2 separate regions of the Nothobranchius furzeri genome follow, and region 2 is linked to region 1. Evidence: chromatin contacts called from public Micro-C data. All regions are on one chromosome and are shown on one strand. Each heading gives the region's core, a stretch centred on a gene start, on an enhancer-like site or on the middle of the called end of the contact. The rest is flanking DNA. Distances are from core to core; before and after follow the strand shown.

Region 1 (3,391 bases), core at 454-2,953:
GGTAAAGTAATGACAAATGATTTAATTTATTTTTTCTATCATTGAGTCATAAAAAAGTAACTATTACTTATTTTTGGAGTATCACAGATTTTAGTTTTAGGGCTGATGCTGAGTATGTTCTAGTAATAGTCAGCTAATAAAAGGTGAATGATGCTTGGTAACTTATTCACTTACCAAGATAAACAATGGCCAGCCTGTTTGAGCTGATCTAGCTGAATATTTAAATATTTCTGTGAATCTTAGTTTTCATGCGACTCCTTTCTAAATAAGTGTCTTATTTTTCCTCACGTTGTAAAAAACTTCTCGAGCTCTGCTGCAGAAATGAAATAGTACTGAAAAATCGCATCATTCATGTTTTTTTTAATTATTATTTCCTTTTCTCAGAGAATTCAGCCAGAACTACGGGTCAACTTTAGCCTTAAACAGCTTCAGACCACCAAAGAAGACAGAACACTCAGCTTCATGTGTTTTGTTTGGCTGTCATGCACCTTTCACACAAAACCTCAGACCCATGCTGTATTCCTCCCTCCCAACAGGAAAAATCAGACTGAAGTTAAAGGACAAGACGGAGCAGGGTATGGTTAGATTTTGGATAAAGTGGGAAAAAAGAATTCAGGAATGTATTCAGAGCAGAAAAGATAAGAGCGCACTGTAAATGAGCATGTGGATCTGAAAGTACAGATAAAGATGTTCATAGTCTAGACTGGAGCAGCAACCACCCTCCAAACATCTCTCAGTGGAGCTTCGTCTCCACACAGAACAAGCTGAAATAATCAACCGGTAAATTTGTTCTAAGTGTGTGTTCTCCGTGTTGTGAATCAAATCTGTGTTATTTTAGAAAAAGATCAAACATTCTCTGGAGATCAGAATCTGCTCAGATAATGAGCGTAATTAGCCGGTCCGTGAACTCACCATTACCTCAAACACTCCAACATCTGAGCCAGTCTCCACCAGGAAGCACCGTCATGCTATCAGATCTGTTTCTCCATACGTTCACGGATATTACTGCTGGAAGCATTTCTGATACATGAAGACAGCTTCTGTTTTAGGGAGTAAATAAACATCCAAATGATGAAGCATGTGTGTTTTTAAACAGAGACACAGAGGTCACTACATTAGGTTAACACTGGTCCTGGTCCTACGCTGAAAACCTTCCACTGGTGAATGAAACTAAATCTCTCAGAGCAGAGTGTTCATCTTTGACCCTCCACGTCTCTCCATCTCATGGGAAAACCAGTGGACCAGGGCAGATGTTGGGAAAACAGCCCGCCCTTCCTCTGTTGACAACAGCGTTTGTTCCTTTTCTGTAGAATCAAGAGCTGAAAAAAAAGATGAGGCTGACAATAAAATCCCAGCATCAGCTAAATATCAAACGCGGCCCTGGAAGCAGTGCAGCGGAGCCGGACTTGGCAGGAAGTTTGCTTCTGAGTTTGTGGTCGAGATGCTGGATAGAGCCAGAACACCAGACTGGTAAGTGGAGGCAGATGACGGTGTTCCTACCCACCCTCCTCTAGACCTCCCACTTTCTGGTGTGATTTTGGCTTTAATCCTACACCTTAAAATGAGAAACAATCCCTTATTTCACCAGATCCTCCCAAATACATCAGCCATTACTCTGAATGTTGATGGTCTCCTGAGCCAGTGACATCACAGCACACGTTCTTTGTCCAGAAGGAACTTACGCTTTATACCAGCGGGCCACCTTGTGGACACAAACCGGAAACGCAGCTGCCATGCACATTTATGATCCGGAAGTAGGATTATGGTGTGCTTTTAATATTATTTATCCTCCTTGTAGGAGACACCGAGCTATAAAACATGCAAATAATTGTTGTTGCAGTGAATGTCAGTTTTAAGAGGTTAGTGCAGACACTTCACAGCAGATCCATGCTTCATACTGTTAGATTTACCTCCAACTGAAAAAAAAAACCCAAATCTCATCAATTTTGAGCAAATAAGTGTAACGGGTTAGCATTCCTGTGACTGAAGGGTGCGTTCCTTTGTAGTAAACAGAAATGTTTTCTTTCATTTCTTTCTCTCCTGCCTCCGCGTTGACACCTTTCCACTTGAACGATTGCTACATTCCTAGCTGCTGTTCACGTAGCCTCCGACATTTTATTCTGTTCATTTTCCACCTCAGCTACTAAGACACTGAAAAACCTTATTTTTTTACAGGCTGAGTCTGGTTTCTGTTGTCCTCCTCCTGTTGTCAAAAACTCAAACTTGTTTATGTTAGCAGAGTCTCTGTTGCACCGACAGTGCATGTCTGCCCTGACTACAACATCAGCTTCTCTGAGACAGGTGCTGTCTGCACACGCACACACACACACACACACACACACACACACACACACACACCCACACACACACACACACACACACGCATGCACACACGCATCTAGACGAGTGCTACTGGAAACAGCCACCTTAGTGCCTGAGGAATGAAACAGTTACACATTCAGGTTTTTCTTGATCAGAGGAAGTGAAAACATCCTCCTGGTTGGCAGCGTGTTAACCAGCTTGAGGGCAGGGTGAGAGGGAGTGCTCACCTCTCGTATCTCTTGCAGAAAATGGCCCCTGAGGACGGTCTGACCCTGGTGACCCTCTTAGCCATTGTCACGGAGGGCTGCCGAATGGTTCTCAGTAACACTGCAGCTTCCAAACCAAGTGATGCAGCTTGTCTGAATGATTTCAGCAGACCTTCAGTAAAATGTGGTGAAAATGTGATATAAGGATGGCCATTTATAAATCTTGGGAGTTTGTTCTAACCCTCAAACCTCCAGGTGATATTTAAAGCCTGGCCTTGACTTCTCTCCCATGCTGTCCTTGACTGAAGCATTCATGGGCAGATGTGGCCTGCAGGCCAGAGGAGGCGTCACCAAAAGAACTAACAACAGCTTTTTATAACAAATCTTGAAGCAGGTGAAAACAATATTTATTCTGCTTCTTATGCTTTAGACTAAAGCCGGGCGTACACTGTGCGACTTTTTCACTTTTTTGAGCCGATTTTCCATTCGTGCGAGAATCCACGACATCGGGGCGAGTTTTGCGCCGAGCAGTCGTGTAGTGTACAGGGGGTTACGAGAGGCGATTAACACCACGTGACCAATTCAATTCAATTCAAGTTTATTTATATAGCGCCAAATCACGACAAGAGTCGTCTCAAGGCACTTCACATAATAAACATTCCAATTCACAGTTCATTAAGCCAATCAGAAATAATGTTTCCTATATAAGGAACCCAGCAAATTGCATCAAGTCACTGACTAGTGTCAGTGACTATACAGCAATCCTCATACTAAGCAAGCATGCAGCGACAGTGGAGAGGAAAACTCCCTTTTAACAGGAAGAAACCTCCAGAGAATCCTGGCTCAGTATAAGCAGCCATCCT
Region 2 (3,391 bases), core at 828-3,327, 42 kb before region 1:
GTCGGTGATGACTGAGTCAGAAAAGCCACCATATTCGTTTAACTGCCCAGCGGCCCTCCTCGTGCTGCAGGAGCTGATTTTCTTTAGTGCAAAGCCTCAATCTGAGCTGATTATGATTGTTAGAGTGAGTTTTGGCTCATTTCCTGTTACAGCTGTCCAAGAACAGGGCATCAGAAGGTCAAGTGGTCAGTCAGGAAGCTAAAGTGCTCCCAGATCCGTCTTTGAAGTCTTTGATGGTTACCAACAAACAAAGACGACTGTATCCATGGTCACCAGTGGTGAAAGAGTGAGAATGTGACCAGTCACCACAGCTAAAATCTCCTGGTTCACTTCAAGGTCAGCAAACTTTTCACACTTCCCAAATATTGTTGGACAAGATGATTTGGTGATCCAGGAAATTCCAAACACCGCTGTGGACTACAATGAGCTCCCTCTTCTATAGCGACAAATGTTTTATATCCTAATTCCTACGGAGAGTCACTCTCCCTCTGCTGCACCAATAAACTGAAAACTGAGGACTATTTTTGGAGCGTTTTAGATCAGACGAGATGAACTGTTTTCCCATCAGATGCCAACATTGTTCAGAGGAAAAACAGAGAATTTTCCTGCAGCAGATTGCTGAGTGTGGCATGAAGCTGCTCTCTGTCACAAGGTGGGAGGCACAGCTATTTCTCCTGACTGGACCCTCACATGGAGGCTGTGGGAATGGACCACAGGAATCCTCCCACAAGAGAGTACGGATGGGACATGAATCCAAACACAGGCTCTGTGGTCTGTCCTCTGGTGGGTTAAGTATGTGAGTCAGAGGAACAATGTCAGCCTCTCTCTCGTGCCCCAGATCTCTGTTTTAGTCACATTAACTTTCCCTGAGAGGTGGGATGAAAGGCTCTGGGTTATGGGGTTGTTGGCACTTTCATGTTGTGTGTTTTTGCAGGGACAGAACAGCTGTTTAAATGTTATTCTATGATCGTGTCCAACCACTTAGTGCTTCACAAAGGACTCAGCTGTCCCAGGCTTTGTTTCACCATTTCCAGCAAACCTGACTTGAACCAAATTAAAAAAAAAAAAAAACAATAAACATTAAAATGTCAGTAAATCCTGGGACCACACTGGATGCTGCCACCACTCAGTGGACTCTCATCAGCTCCCACACAGTAACAGACTGTGTGGCCATAATAGGTGTGTTTTTGTATCGTGTAGGCATCATGTGGTGAGATGAAGAAAAGAAAGCTACCTTTCTGTACTCCAGTAAAACAGGATTTTAGTCCACATTCAGCTTCTTGACATCCAGAACAGAAATTAATTAGTGTGCAGAGAAACTGTTTCATTAGGGATGATTTTAGTAGATCAAACCCAAATATTCCCAAATATGTTTTGCAAAATGAAAACCAATTGTGTCAGGTCTGAGTATGGGCATACTGCTAAACCAAGTTAATCTTGAATTAAAACGTCTGTTCCTACAGCGGTTCACAGAGACAGATGAAACGGATCCATCATCATCGGCTTTTACACGAAAACCTGCCTTCAGAGCCCCATCAGAAAGCAGTCTGTTTCCTTTAACAACATCTTACTAAAACCAACCATTTTCCAAGCACACGTTATCCGAGTGCACGTAAGTGAAAGGACTGCCTCTCTGGTTCTAATCAGTTTTGCTTGTTTGGCGAGCACCATCTGCTGAGGACCAGACCCCTGCAGGGTGAAACTCAATCCAGATGCATTCTATTTGGCAACACCAGCGCTGTCTCAGACGGGATCTGCACGAACAACATGGTTCACTGCTCGTGCGATAGTAGAGATCTGTGTCATCTCAAATTTGGTGTTTGGTGTTGTCCTATTTACAGAAGTTTACTGATAAATTATGTATAGAACAAAATAAAGCTGCTTTTGCTCCAGTGTTAACACACAGCGTGCAGTAAAGATCAACCCGATACGTTCTGTGTGCATGACCAAACCGTCTGTCAGTACACGAGCAGACAGACTACTTTAGTGCATTCACACACACACACACACACACACACATACGCACGGTCTCTCTTTCACTCATATCCTGAGAGAAGTTCTGGGTTGTTACACAACAGCTGTAGAGTGCACCACACTCGAGGTGATGAAACCCTGCTGCTATACAGTCTGAGTGTGTCATACAGTACAGATGTGTGTTTCACATCTTTCTACTCTATAGTTTATTTGAATGTAGGGGCGTGAATTATTGGTAGACATCAAACTGTTGTTATATGGAGCACTGATTCAAAAAGGAATGGTTATGGTCATAGATAAATTCTAATACAGTGTTAGTTTTAAATGGTAAAATATAAATATGATTGTGACCAGATGTAATGTCCAAAAGGGTCAATTTTCACCTATATGTTGATCAGCATAATAACCTTTCATCTACAGAACTAAATCCACCTTCTATGTGGCCTTCCAGAACCAGTGTTGACATTCCATGAAGACAAAACATTCAAACAAACATTCTCTCCCAAGGTCCGACACTCTCTGCATGAATGCCAGACATTCTTCACTCTGAACAAGTGAAGTTTCCACAACTCATAAGTTAAATAATCATATGTGATGAATGAACAAGATGTTTGAATCAAAAGTTTGAATAACCTGTGCTTAAATCTATGAAATTAAAATGAATATTGTTCTTACAATGATCCATTCATATTACAAGTATGTGTTTGACAATCATTGTTTACACTCACACACATTACAATAAGATACATATTAAGGTTAAAAACATCTTTGTGTCTGAAGGAAGGCGTGGCTCTCTGAGGAATGTTTTGGTAAAGTCTTCCAGACATGCACTGAAAAAAGAGAATAGTTTAATCAACCTAATTGAATTGCTTTAATTGGTTACGAGCAATTTAATTAAGTTTATCCAACTTAAATTATTCTAATTGTACTAATGATTTAAGTTGGATGAACTTAATTAAATTGCTTGTTACCGATTGAAGCAATTTTTTTTAAGTTGGATCAACTTTTTCTTTTTACAGTGTGGCATATTCTGACTTGCCAGAATATGCCAGAAATGATAAATAATGAGGTTATTAAAACAGGATTTACTTCCCGAGTAATTCAGTTTCCAGTTGAGCCTCGATTCGGCCAAATCGGGAAAGAAGCCTCTTTTGAAACAAACTCCTTTGACCTTAAGTCAAAACCTTTCTGTGACGCTGCAAGTGATTACAGACACAACAGCTCTTTCCAGAGCTACTTCAACTCAGACATCCACCTTGGACACCTAACCTGCAGACCCCGGGTTGCATCTCAGGGTCGGGGAAGCTGAACTCAGAGGAAGCTACTATTGCATTGAGTATTGTGGTTTCGACGTCCGGTGACCTCACCACTCTGACCGCGACCCTCCGGACCCTCATACCAGGTGTCTGATTAAGTT

What was found. Hi-C and Micro-C count contacts between places; a contact is called where the count stands out from the background.
Region 2: a contact with region 1 is called in a Micro-C map of tail fin, with 4 times the contacts expected there. The contact joins two enhancer-like sites. A contact is called at or near these places in 2 of 2 Hi-C or Micro-C datasets (skeletal muscle and tail fin).

What each region holds. Positions count from the first base shown.
Region 1 is chr5:4,028,798-4,032,188 of NfurGRZ-RIMD1, reverse strand. No RefSeq gene overlaps it. Among protein-coding and RNA genes, the nearest start is that of gper1, 8.8 kb to the right of the region's middle. Within about 2 kb of position 1,703, at least 1 of the 3 cell types and tissues checked has an H3K27ac peak or open chromatin away from gene starts, as enhancers often do. A contact at or near this core is called in tail fin, where this site is marked.
Region 2 is chr5:4,071,222-4,074,612 of NfurGRZ-RIMD1, reverse strand. No RefSeq gene overlaps it. Among protein-coding and RNA genes, the nearest start is that of LOC139070069, 4.5 kb to the left of the region's middle. Within about 2 kb of position 2,077, at least 1 of the 3 cell types and tissues checked has an H3K27ac peak or open chromatin away from gene starts, as enhancers often do. A contact at or near this core is called in tail fin, where this site is marked.